3 separate regions of the Mus musculus genome follow, and all the other regions are linked to region 1. The links are chromatin contacts, called in public promoter capture Hi-C maps. All regions are on one chromosome and are shown on one strand. The core of a region is the stretch at or near the end of the contact, and the rest is flanking DNA. Distances in the headings are between cores, read along the strand shown.

Region 1 (4,382 bases), core at 1,120-3,619:
GCCACAGATGGGGAAGCCCCCCACCTCCAAATCCCTCACTTTCTTTCTCTCATCTAATAACAAAGCATGAGAACCCAGCATTCTCCATCTGATGTTACGAATGCAGGCTTTACCTGAAATTGCTTTTGCTAAATGAAGCCTCTTTGCCCACAGGATTAACAGCAACAAACCTTGATGAATCCAGATAGTGTGGACTTAGCTACTAGGCTTTGAAAGGGTCTTAAATCTTTTTCTGAGCAGGGAACTAATTTAAGATTGTACCCTGGTACTTTCAATTATTGTGAGAATCTTCCAGTCCAGCCTGCGGACATGTTATTTTTAGAGGAACCCACAGCCCAGCTAGATTGAAGGCAGAAACTTATATGACAGAGTAAAAGGCGTCTGAGGCCTGACTCCAAATCTATTTGATTAAAAAGCTGAAGTGGTTCCCTTAAGAGCTTGTAATTCACCTTTGAGCCTCCGAGAATCCAACAGATGACGCTGGTGGGAATGCCAGCTGGCCGGTGTACCCACAAAGCTAGTACTGTAATTCTTAAAATAACTAACTTGACCATGCCGGGGGTGTCTGCATCGATGGAGGCTTTTGGCAAATCAAAGAGCAAACAACCAACAATGAGTCACGTTTCAACTTTACACACTACAACCTTAAAAACAATTTGTAACAAGGCTTCTGATTTACCCAATTTATCTCCATTTTCTACTTTTGCCAAATGCGTCTTATTTAGGCCTAACATTTCCCAGATGAATAAAGATGTTAAAATAGTTTCTGCCCCAAACTATCCTAAAGGTACAGCTTTTCCTAAGCACACATGGTAGCTTCTGAAGGCTCCGTCTGCACAGTGAGGCAGGGCCTGCCTGAGGGCACAGGGTGCATTTTGGGTCTTCAAGTCTGCAGCCAGCTGTCTCCCCTTGCCAAGCCACGGACACCACTGGCCACTTCATTACCAGTGCAGGACAGGCCTGGAGCAGCCTGTGCCTTCAGGGTGAATGTCCCCAAAGAAAGGGCCTGAGCCAGGCAGTGTGGTTCGCAGGCCCCTTAGCTGTTTGTACAGGAAGCCCTGCACTGTCCCTGCCAACCAACTTCTCTATCACCTTTTTAGGGTTTGAGATTTTTTTCTTGAAGATTAGGGGTAGGACAGGGAGGAGAAAAAACGCCAACACAGGTCTTTTCTGAGAGGAACTGTGCCACCACAGGCTTTAATGGGACCCCTCGCCACTCTGCCATCCTACTGTGATAGGAAGGGTGTGGAAGTTTGAGGGGGATGTGGGGGTGTTGGGTACCACTCTGAGATGGGGACCACAGCTTCATTTCTTCCTAATGGCACTCTGTGATGCTGTCGTTGGAAGGGATGCTGGTCTTCCCCGTCTCACACACATCAGCGTGGTTGCAGTTGTTGTGGGTGAGTCTGAGCCCAGTAAAAGAAACTGCTTGGTGCCAGTTTTTCCTCCAGAGAGGCCTAAAATACTTTCCCTAGAAAGGGCCTACTACAGAGGGGAGCAAGTGGCAAATGGCCGTCCAAAAGTTCTCCCCCGGGGGTCAGCCTGATCCTGCACAGAAAGCTTTTAGAGTCTGAATCTCACTCTCAGCAGTAGTAAAACAGAGAGTTTCTTAGATGCTTAGTACCATCGTCGTTGAGATCCATAACAGCATTCCCTTCCAAGGTGACTGACTGTGAGACGATTTAAAAATTTACAAGACATGGCTAACGCTGGGCCCCTATTCCTGGCACTTCGGCGACCTCTCTAAAAGATTGCTCAGATCAGTCTCTTCCTGTGAGGACAGGGAACATCCGAGGCTAAATAACAGGTTTCTGCCTAAAATACCAGTGAGAGTGGCCTGAAAGCAGAGCTCCTGGGCCAGGTCTGTCCCTCACGCAGGTGACAGACGCTGCTCTGGGCCCGGTGGCAGGTGGCAGATGGTGGTGCGCTCAGGTGCGAAGCGGGCTCTGTGCACGCAGGCGCAGAGAAACAGGTGGGCCCCGTGCAGTCCCACAGCTCCTGGGGACTGGGAGGGGGGATCGGGGCCATGCACGAGAGGTGTCACCCCACCCCAGGTGTCGCCCCGCGTCCCCGCCATCCCCGCCGCGCTCACCTCCGCCGTTTTTGTAGCACAGGTAGGGAAAGCGCCACACGTTGCCCAGTCCGATGATCTCTCCAGCTACGCTCAACACGAACTCCACCTTGTTGTTCCAGTGGCCGCGCTCGTGGACAGCCTTGTCGCGCGCCTCGCGCGTCCCCGCCGCGCCCCCGCCGCCGCCGCCCAGCGTCTCGGACCCCCGCGCCTCCTCGGCCGCTTTCCCGTTGCCCAGGGGCAGCGCTTGCTCCGCAGTCATGGCCGCCCTGCCGCCTCGTGCGCCGGCCCCGGCTCTGCGCCGCCGCCCCGGGCGCCCGGGCTTTTGAGAGGCTCGAGCGGCGGGCGGGGGAGCCGGGGGTGGAGCCGAGGGAGCCGCCCGGGTCGGACCGCACGGGACGGGGACACGATGCCCAGGCCACCTCCTGCCCGCTTGAATCCCGGGATGGTAGGGGCGCTGCAAGTCCAGTGACTTGACCTTGTGCGCCCAGCGCCTCCCTTAATACCTTGACCTTGCGCCCACCTGGCTAACTCAGGGCACAGGGTTTGCCCTGCAGCCTGACTCGCTGGCTTCTGAGTGCAGGTAACAGCAGAGTTGTTATCCAGGCCCAAGTGGGCTATGAGTGCTGCACCTGAACTTCTATCCCCTCTCTGTGACCTTTCAAAGCTTGGGCCTCAGTTTTCCCATCTCTACTCAGAGGTAGATGGGCAGCTCTAACTTTTGAAGGGCGAACAGTTGTGTGTGTAGGGTTCAGTTGCAGGGGCCTGGTGAGAATACGGCCGGGGCATGAGATGCAAAGTCCTTTTGAAGCTCCCTGGTGATGGTAGCTGAGCTGTAGCCCCAACCCCATGCCCAGTACCCTCTACCCTGGAGGTCTCATTCCCCCCTCCCCCTCGTGGCCCCACTCTACACACATATGAGTCTCAACAGTGTGGCATTGAGTACGGACATCCAGCGGCAGGAGCAGGCAAGTCTAAGCTGAGTATCCTGCTTCACCTACGTGAGCTGTGTGACTTTGGCCAGGCTCCTGAGACTGCAGTTTCTCAGTTTGCTGTTCTGCAAAAGATGCTTCCAATATCACCTTCTTAGGTTTGTACTGCTTGCTTATTGTTTTGTTTGGGTGAAAGGATAAATGACAAGATGCTGATAAACAGTCTTCCTACAGTAGAGACAGTCAATGACCATGCACCATGCAGTATGCAGACATGCATGTCCACGTCTGGCTCAATACGTCCCTCCTCTCGGTTGTACAAACAGCATACAATGTCCTACAATAATGGCAGAGAACTTGGCGAAATATGCTATATAACATGTACTTAGAAAGTATTTGTAGATAATAAGGTCAAGGATATAGCTAAGTAAAAAGTCCTTGCTGATGATGTGTCGAGCCTTGGATTTCATGCCCAGGACCGAGCTGAAGTCAAGGGTATGGATAGAGATAGAGTCAGGGGTATAGGTAGAGAAGGAGTTGTTTTGGGTCGGATGACACTTGTGAGTTGACAGCTGGCCCTACCTGTGGTGCCCCTGGTGGAGGAAACTTTAAGAGGCAGAGCCTTAAAGGAGGGTCTTCAGGTTATTGCGGGCATGGGTTGGCCAGGAATATGGGAGCCCACCATCCTCAGGTTGGTCTCTTCTGCCATCCTGAGGTAAGCCTTCACTGTCCCATGACACACTTCTGCCTGAGTCCAAACTCAGGGCCTCTAGGAGGCAGTGCCAGATCCACACTGTACACTGCTTCTCGGAGCTATGTGCTGCCGCACTGAAAAGCTGACTGACCGACAGATGGAGGAAGGAGAGGCTGATGTCACGGTGGGTGTGGGCAGGTCCATGCTTCTTACATAGCCCTGGAGCAGACTCCTTGGGTTGCCTGGGTCCCTCTGGTCCCAGGGCTCCTGGGTCCCTGCCCTGTGACCCTTAGACACAACCTAGATGCCCTTCTTCCAAGCTCACATTTCTTAAAGAAGTAAGTGGAGTGTTGAATTAGTCTTGGAGGACTAGGCAGCAAATCCTGGTTCTTGGGCTTCTCTACCCACAGCCTGCCTGAGCCCTCTGTGGATTCGTGTACCTTCCCCTCTCCCTGCAGTTCCCACTCTTGTGATTTTTATGCCACCACCTCCTGTCCCCCACAGTCCTGATTGCTTGTTCTGATCTGCTTTTTCCCAGCCTCCAACCACTGAACTAAATACTGATGGTTCCTACACCAGGTCCAGGTATTAGAAAGCTCAGGGGAAGGTCTGACTTCATGCCTAGTCTCTGCCAGCTGCGATCTTTGTCAATTGGACACAAGCCAAGGTCATTTGGGAAGAGGGA
Region 2 (4,382 bases), core at 654-3,153, 250 kb after region 1:
TCTTCTCAAGCTTTCCTTGGGCAGGGTGCAATCCTCATAGTCTGGTAGGTGGCACAGTGGTTAGAGACAAAGGTAGGCCCAGGCTGCTTGGGGTCAAATCTGGCCTTGGTCATATCGGCTATGTGGCCTCCATTTCTATATCTGAGTTCTCACAGCTGTGACCTGGACATTTCGACACATCCTGGGGTAGGGGTAGGAAGGTTTCATTCACTTAACCAATTTAGGTTTCTTAAGCATCCATGCATCTTAGTATGGTATAGCATAGTGTGAACAAAATCCAGGGAACAGGATGAAAGGCTTAGCAAGGGAGCAAAGAAACCTCTATCTTCCACACCCCAGGAGCCTCAGTCTCCCCCTAAAGCTTGAGAATACTCACCCCTCAGAACTGCTGTTAGAGTGCCTGAATACAGTTGGTGCTTAATAAATGCCAGCTCATAACAATAAACACCCCAGTCCAGGGACAACCAGGAAGCATGGGCTCTGAGATTCCAGTGCCTGACCCTCTGTTTCTCTGCTGTGTGATCTGCTGCAAGTTCCTTAACTTCTCTGTGCCTTTAAAATAGAGATAACATAAGTCTCCAACTTAAAAAAAAAGGATTTATCAAATAAAAGTGAAGCACTTAATGTCCTTTTCATGCAGAAGTACCAGCAACTGTTCCATCGTGAGCATCTAGTGAGTTCTAATCCTATAAATGATAGCAAAAATAAACACTGTTAACAAAGTAATGGCCATCAGGAATCCCTAAGGCCTAAGATGCTGGTTGGCTGGAATTGTGTAGCTGCCTCTCCCTGTCCAGGCACTGGCCAGTGTGGACGCTTTGTGGTGTGAGTCTGGGGGTTCTGTGAGTCACACAGAGGGCGGAGCTTGATATGAGTGTGGAGGGAAGCATCGGTCCAGATTCCACTGGGTAAGGAGGAACTCTCGTACACCAGGGTTCCCCTGCCTGTCCACCACACCAGAGGAAGCAGCGGAGCCTGCTGACCACCCTGCCCTCTCCCAGCTGGCTCCTGGCCTCACGGAGGCTGCCAGCAGCTGCTGCAGAGTGACAGGCAGAACTCTCTCCTGGAGAGATCAGAAGCCCTGGGGCAGCCTATCTAGCTGCCGATAGGGATGAGCCACCAAGGGTGGGGGAGGGGTGCTGTGGAGACCTGGGAATGGAATGGCCTGTCATGGACCGAGGTTCCGGGGCAATGCTGGACAAGTCCTTATCTAGAGATTAGTTTCTCAATTTTGGAACGAAGACGTGGGGCCCAGATGACTTTAAAATTCTCAAGTTCAAAGTCGCTCATATGTCTCTTAGAGTCAAGGTCATGGGAAGGGTCATGGGAGAAAGGGAGCTGGTATCTGTACATGGAGGGCATGCCTATCAAGATGTCCCTTTCATGGGACTAGCTGGAGACATCACTCAGGAGAAAGGGACCAAAAGGAGGAAGTGGGGCAGAACAGGGCAGAAGCTATCCCTGCAACAGTGCCTCCACCTTGAGTCTCTGCCTCAGCCTGGGCGGCTCTCGAGCATAGCCTGCACCCCAGCACGTCCCCTGAGCTGTGGCAAATGCAGTGGCCCTTGGTGCCCTGTATGAGAACAGCTGTGAGCTGTGGCTGCCCTCTGAGCAACAAGATGTGAAGTGTGAGCACCCCCCTGGAGCAGATGCCTTGTTCCAGTTCAGACATCTGTGTGCCTAGGGAAGGCAAACTGAGGTTCCTGGAGGTCAGGGCTGCAGCAGAGAAGCCCAGGCTGGAGAAGAGGCCCTCTGGGACCCCTCTCTGTCCACTCTCCCATGTGTAGCTGGAGCCCAGGCTGCCGTGTCACAGTCTCCTCGCAAGTGTCTGAAGGCAGGATATTAAGAGCTCTTTAGGCCACTTCTAAATTTATCAACTTCAGTGACTCACTTCAGATGGAAATGAGTCCCTTCTCAGCCGCCCCAGCCCTGGCTTCTGAGCTTGGAGCATCTTGGGGAAGGGAGGGAGGGAGTACAGAGCTAGAAACAAAAATTGGCTGAGCACTTGGCTGTGCCAACGCCCTTGCTGCGGACTAGCTGCACCTAGGTGGTCACTGATAGCAGGTGTCCAAGTGCGATGCTGTCCCTGAGCCCTCATGGGACTCATGCGACTCAGACTTAGCCTGGATGATATTTGGGTCCTCCAGAGCTTCTGCACAATGGACTAGGTTAGTGTAGAGTCCACAGCCTAGACCCCGCCGGCATCTAGGCAGCAGGAATGGTGTAGACTGTGGCTGGCACTGTGGTCCACAGCTGTCTCTGGGCCTTTCTTTGTTCCCTGATTGACTCGGGTCTCTGATAGCTTCTGAGGAAGGGGATTCTTAGCTGAATGAAAACTGGCATCCTGGTCCCTGGGTCTTCTCTATTCTCTGAAGCCTCACAGGAACCCCAGTTTTCCTTTCCCTTCCAGAGCAGCAGCAGAGGAATTCAGGCCCAGTGCAGAGACCTAAAAGAGTGAGCGCTGTCCATGGTACCAGTCACGGAACTCAGGGCCCTGGTCCAGGCAGACCAAAGAGAGAAAAAGGGATAAGATAACGCCTTCTCCAGGACTCAGGCAAAGTTGGGCTGTACACCCAAGTGTACAGTTGGCCGAGTACACCCAAGAACCAAAAGGAGCCCTGACCTTTGTCCGTTCCCCACCAAAGTCCAGCTTTGGGGATGGGTACTTTATTGTGTAAGCATCAGCCTGCCGCTGCTGAGGGAATCCCAGCATGAACACAGACAAGTAGTGTCTTCTGCGTGGGTGACTGTTCCAAGACTGTGACCGCTGTGAGGGAGTGTCTGAGGGTGAGGAGATGGCTGTGCCCAGCCCAGCCCATGCCTCACAGCTACTAACCTGTCACCACGGCTCCCAGCATGTGTCCTTGCTTTACAGGTTCCCAGTGAGGTTTCAGAACTTGCCCCCACCCTGTGGCAGGAAGGTGGTAGAACATAGATGGGTGCTAGGCAGCTACTGTGCCCTGTGGACGGCACTGTGCTGTTTATGGGGGCTTCAGAGGGCAGCTGGGCATCATCAGAGAGGGCTTTCTCTGCCAGTACCGATGGAGGATCCAGCATAGGACGAGGCTTAGTGCATACTCTGAGTCCAAGGGTCTAGGCTGGGTTCTCCAATACTTCCTTACTGTGTGACCTTGAGCAGGCCACTCAAGTCTCTCTGTATCTCAACATCCTCACTTTTGGAAAGAATGGGGGTAAATAAAAGTACTGATTGCCTCATATGGGAAACAGCCTAGAACAGTGCCTGGCAGAGCCAATCCTCCACCAAGTCATAGCCGTTTAGCTGTTCCTTATTAGTGATGGGTCGGAATAACGGGGGAGCAAGACCCTAATCCCTCCCCCCTGAATCTTTCCCCAGCCTCCTTGACAGCCCCCCATACCATTAGGGCAAGCATCACTCAGTGTCCATCTGGCCTATCACGTTGCTCGGTCTTGAATAACCCTCCACTACCAAGCAGACTGGGAGAGACCAGGATTCATTTTTGTATCCATACATTTGTGACACCACCGCCCCTGCTCGCCTTCCCAGCCTCGCCTTCCACACCCCGTCCACCAACTGCTCAGTCAGCTGAGAGTTCAGCCATCAGAGCGAGGGTGGAGGACAGTGTCGCTTCTCCCCCACCACACAGCCTTTGCTGTCACTGTCACCCATCTCCAACCCCTTGCTGCGTGCCACCTTCCTGTCAGCCTCCCAGGGTGCAATCCCAGGTCTTGTCAGCAGCAAAACTCAGGGTGCCAATCCTCTGCCGCATACCCTGCGGCCCTCCCATGGTGCTCAGGCTCAAAGCTTGGCGTCTCCCCTGGGTGTGGTCCTTACCCCAGCACACACCACCCTTCTCTCTCACTGCCATCCTTTCCTCAAACTCACTGGACTCTTCCCTGACTCCTGGCCTTCTGCATGTTCTGCTTCCCCATGGAAAGCACGGTTTTCCCGTCGATGTATATGATAGGTTTGTTCTCGTGAAACTAAGTGATGTCTCCTACTCAGGACCTCAGTCTGTGGGGTGTCCCCAGCCCCGATGGTATTCTCCACCACTGCACCTGTCACTATGGACGTTTGTTTCTGTTATTCCCTTGTTTGTCATCTCATAAGCAAGTAATTTGGGGAAAGGAGGGTGTCTTGTTCACTCTTGTGTTTGAGGAGGAAGGTCTGTGTGAGTGTTTATAAAATGAATGAATGAATGAATGAATGAATGAATGAGAATTCACCAGAACACTGTTGAATGAGCATCAGGGTTGGCACCAAATGGCCCCAGGACACTGTCATCTCTTCTCTTGGAAAATTCTGGACCATCCCAGAAAATGTCCTCCAAGAACTGTTCTGGGCTGTAGTCTCTGCTGAGCCTAAGTTCTGCCTGATGACTCCTGAGGAGCAGGTTTCCTCA
Region 3 (4,382 bases), core at 796-3,295, 220 kb before region 1:
CTCTGAGATGATAAGAAAATGCTGGAATTAGATGGTTTATGACTGTGAATATTATTTTTTAAAACTGCATTATGTGTGTGTTGGGGGGGGGCTAGTTTTATGTTAACTTGACACAGCTAGAGTCATTTTGGAAATGGGAACCTCAATTGAGAAAATGTCCCCACTAGATTGGCCTGTGGGCAAGCCTATGGTGTATTCTCATAATTGATGGGTGAACCCAGTTCACGGAGGGTGGTGCCAGCCCAAGTCCAGTGCTTCTGAGTATATGGGAAAGCAGAATGAGAAAGCCATGAGGAGCAAGCCAATAAGGAGCACTCCTCCATGGCCTCTGCGTCAATGTCTGCCTCCAGGTTCCTCCCTTGAGTGCCTGCTCTGACATCCCTTGTTCCTACAGTATAACCTGCGAGTTGTAAGATGACGTAAACCCCATCCTCCCCAAACTAAGACAGTAGAAAAGGATGATTCTTACATCGATAACTTTTCAACACAGGTGCCATTTTAAAGGATAACCAGGTAAACACACTACTTAGGTTCCCTCCCATGACACATTCCTCTTTAATGCCTACGTGTATCGGTTATTCATTGGAAGCAATGCTGTGTAACAAGCAAGCACAAAACCTCAGTTAGTGAACTGCTAAAAATAAGAAGGTATTTGGCTCGTGAGTCACCTGGGCTTTGATTGGCAGCTCTGAATTTCCGTTAGTCCCACTTTTAATGGTTTCTTTGTTGGTGGAGGAGTAAAGTTTTGGTTGATCTCTGCCAGGACAAAGGAGATGACGTGGCTCTGAACTTAATGAGGTCTCCTCTAACATCGTGGGCATGTTTTCATAGTGAAGGCAATGAACGAGAAAGAGAGAGAGAGAGAGAGAGAAAATACAAATACACCGTGAAAATATACGTTCCCAGGGTTATTCTTCCATTATGTGTATGTGTATGTGCACGTGCATATGTGAAGGTGCATGCAAGCATGTGGGTCTGCCCTATGTGCTGTGACTAGAGGCCAACCTTGAGTGTCCTTCCTCAGGAACCTTCCACCTTTGTTTGATACAGGGTCTCTCCCAGGCCTAGAATTTTTCCCAGTAGGTTAGGCTAGATGGATGGGAAGCTCCAAGGATCTGCTTGCTTCTGCCTCCCATCTCTCTGTCACTGGAATTAGGAGTTCTAAGCACAAGCCACCATGCCCAGCATCTTATGAGGATCCTGGGGATCTTAACTCAGGTCTTCATACTTGTGAATCAAACACTTGACAGACCCACCCATCTCCCCAACTCTGTGCTTGCTAATTTTGCATGGGCCAGAATATCATCACACAGCCAAGTTCAGTGGCTAAGGAAACAGACTGTCATTTTAAGAGGGGAGGAACTCCAAAGCTGCGTGTCAAAAGAAGCATTTTTTAAAATCTGCTTCCATGGATATACAGGTGTGTGCCTGCCTGTGTGATTGCAGCTGTGTCTATGTGTGAGCATGAATGTGCATAGGCATGAATGTGTGCACACGCATACATAACTGCTGTGTGTGCATACATGTGCTTTGTTGTATGTATGAGCAAATCCTAGAAGCTTTTCTGCTTGAGTGCCTGTAGATCTGAACCTTCCTGGGTAAGTGTCTTGTTTAATGGACCAATAAAGTGTACTGCCCTAACCCAGTGGGATTCTAGAATCTTTGGGTCTGTTAAACAAGGTTTTGTAGTCAGGAACCCAATGCAAGAACCAGCTCTGCTACCACCTGGGTGGGCAAGTGACTTCAGACCCAGCCTTCTGACCATGAGGTGGGATCACCACTTCTCAGGTTCCTTTTGAGTGTCCTAGGAAGTGACACACCAGAAGGAGGGACTCGGAGCACACAGTGCACTGGGCTGTGGTTAACTGTGAGACTGAGTGGGGGTGGCTGTGATTTCCCCCTCCTGACTCTTCTCTCTGCCCCACATGCTTGACCCCTTTCCAGAAGCTGAAACTGAAAACTGAAAGCAGCTTCACGTCTCTTAATGTGTTGTCATGGCAACCGCTGGCTCCTGCTCATGGCTCTGTCGCCCCCTCACTGTGGGGCTGGGGTGTGGAGGAGGAGACATGGACTCACCAGAAGTCTCCCTTCTTCTGAAGATGTGGGAGGTCTGGCCCTGTCCTTGTGGCAAACACCCTACTCCTCCCACTGACCTTCAGCCACAGTTCAGGGATACAGGGATGAGCTGTTCAGAGTTCTCTGGGCATCCTTAGCCGCGGTGGATTCCAGGCCTTGGCTCAGAAAGTGGAGTCAGGTCTGAGGCATCTTGGAGGGGGCAATACCTGCGCAGTTTCAAATCTCCCCTCTCCTCTCGGGCGACTAAGGAAGAGGCGCATCCCTGCAAGCACAACCACAGGTGTCTGAGGGTGCCGGAGCTGGAATAACCCAATCACAGACCTGCTGGGGCTGTAATCTGTCACTTCATTTGGTGACTCATGCCTTCACTTACTCACGGATGTGTTTGCTTATCCATTCAATTATAGACTCTTCCGTTCACATTTAAATAACCATGCCTTCCTCTAAGTACTCACTGCTCTGAGCAAACATCCATTACTACCTGAGCTCTGAGAGTCGGGGAGATAATTAAGGTATAGCCTCTGCCGCCCTGTAGGGGTTCCAGGGTGGGGTTTTCTAACTGTAACAAGAAGAGGAGGAGGAAGAGGAGGAAGAGGAGGAAGAGGAGGAGGAGGAGGAGGGAGAGGGAGGGGAGGAAGAGAAGGAAGAGGAGGAAGAGGGAGAGGGAGAATGAGAGGAGGAGGAAGAGGAGGAGGAAGAGGAGGGGGAGGGGGAGGAGGAGAAGGAGGAGGAGGGAGAGGGAGGGGAGGAAGAGGAAGAGGAAGAGGAAGAGGAAGAGGGAGAGGAAGAGGAAGAGGAAGAAGAGGAGATGCCCATGGATAGACTGGTATTTTATTCTTTACAAAAAAACCCAGTACTCTGTAAGAAAAATATTATGTACATAGTGGTACACTGTGGTCTGGGGAAATGTTCAGGTGCTAATATTCACCTCTAGGACTTGAGGGGGTCATTTTTAGGACCACAACAGACACTGCATCCATGGGTGCAGTTCCTCTCCGTGAAATGGTACAGTGCTTGCACAAAGCCCTATGAGGCCAGCAGAGCCCAGTCTCTCTGCCGAGGTGAGACCAGGGGGACTTTAGACTCAGCCACAGAGAGAGTTGAAAGTCAGCCTGGGCTATGATGACCTTGTATCAAACAAACATTTAAATAAGACAATAAGTGAGGTCCTTTTCATCTATGCTCTGGAACACCAAGGTTGCTTGCTGACTGTGACTAGGGCAGAGGCACAGGGCATCACATAGACTGGGAACATATGTATAACCCACCCATTCTCTCCTGAGTAAGCCACTGTCAGAAGTCTTTATCTAGTCCCACCCCCTGTCCTTCTGACCCCTACCTCCAACACAAGGCCATATAAGTTTCCACCCACCCTCTATACCTCACAATAGGGACTAAATCTTAACACCCGAATCCTCAGAGAACACGTTCAAATCATGTCAGCCTTGAATGTCAGGGAAGGTAAAATGTTGGGCTTCCTCACACACAGAGGTGCTCAGAGGAAGAGAGGCTGTAACTTAGCAGGAGACCTGTGGCCAGCTTGGTGTAGAGGGTGAGGAGAGGCGGGAAGGGAAGAGGCACTGGTCTCTGGGTGGAACTGCAAGATGGTGAAGTATTTTCAGAGATAAAACAGTGATGGTGGACTTCAAAGGAGTCCTGGCTCCTGGGTAGGAGGCCAAGCTCAGGGAAGAAGCTGTTAGCTGAGACTGGGAACTTGATTCTGCCCCGACAGCCTCTCTCCATGAAAAGCAGAGGTAGCCAGTTCTCCAAATGGGAGCAGGTGTAACTGGAATTTATGTTCATTAGAAAAGAAGGCTCACTGTGACAGATAGGCAGTCCTAAGAGCAGTGTGGCGTCCACTGCTGGCCCAGTGTCCTCTGAGATCCCGGAGGCTTGAGTTCCCTCCCCTCCCTGAACTCCGACCTGTGAAGATGTACCTCTTGGTCATGCACATTGCTGTTATCAGTGCCAGACTCCTCCTCTAGCTGGAACCACACATGGAAAGCACCTGCAGCCTAAACTGACTGTCTTCTACCCGGTGGAATCCCAGGGAAGGGCTGTCACTCACTTGGGCCAAACCCATGTCATGCCATGTGCCACAGAGAGAAGCCCTGGGACCACATGGAGTCATTTTCTGCCACAGCCTGACCTGGGCTGTCCTGGCTGTGCGCAGATACCAACCCCTCCTTCCCTGAACATCTGCCTGGCTCCTCACACAGAGAATGGCTATGAGGGGACTATAACTGTGGGAGCCAGAGCCATGTCACACCTTATCCCAGAATGATTCCTGTCTCCTTCCCTTCTGG

Evidence for each region. Promoter capture Hi-C pulls out the DNA fragments that hold promoters and counts their contacts.
Region 2: a promoter capture Hi-C map of second pharyngeal arch cranial neural crest shows a contact between it and region 1, with 2.7 times the contacts expected there. The contact joins the enhancer-like site here to the promoter of Slc6a11 in region 1. A contact is called at or near these places in 5 of 39 promoter capture datasets (the 3T3-L1 cell line, the HPC-7 cell line, cranial neural crest and 2 more) and 1 of 484 Hi-C or Micro-C datasets (nephron progenitors).
Region 3: a promoter capture Hi-C map of hippocampal neurons shows a contact between it and region 1, with 3 times the contacts expected there. The contact joins the enhancer-like site here to the promoter of Slc6a11 in region 1. A contact is called at or near these places in 13 of 39 promoter capture datasets (the 3T3-L1 cell line, cranial neural crest, embryonic stem cells and 7 more), 4 of 484 Hi-C or Micro-C datasets (all in embryonic stem cells), 1 of 115 datasets of contacts at active chromatin or transcription factors (forebrain) and 2 of 9 other capture datasets (adipose tissue and pancreatic islet).

Annotation. Positions count from the first base shown.
Region 1 is chr6:114,129,228-114,133,609 of GRCm38.p6, reverse strand. Slc6a11 (solute carrier family 6 (neurotransmitter transporter, GABA), member 11) reads right to left here and starts at 2,369. Exons shown (of 14, transcript NM_172890.3): 1 at 2,093-2,369. The coding sequence starts at 2,333.
Region 2 is chr6:113,880,127-113,884,508 of GRCm38.p6, reverse strand. The region is part of intron 1 of Atp2b2 (ATPase, Ca++ transporting, plasma membrane 2); the gene reads left to right. Among named protein-coding and RNA genes, the nearest start is that of Atp2b2, 9.2 kb to the left of the region's middle. Within about 2 kb of position 1,903, at least 28 of the 459 cell types and tissues checked have an H3K27ac peak or open chromatin away from gene starts, as enhancers often do. A contact at or near this core is called in second pharyngeal arch cranial neural crest, where this site is marked.
Region 3 is chr6:114,346,019-114,350,400 of GRCm38.p6, reverse strand. No RefSeq gene overlaps it. Among named protein-coding and RNA genes, the nearest start is that of Gm38875, 50 kb to the left of the region's middle. Within about 2 kb of position 2,045, at least 42 of the 459 cell types and tissues checked have an H3K27ac peak or open chromatin away from gene starts, as enhancers often do. A contact at or near this core is called in forebrain, hippocampal neurons and trophoblast stem cells, where this site is marked.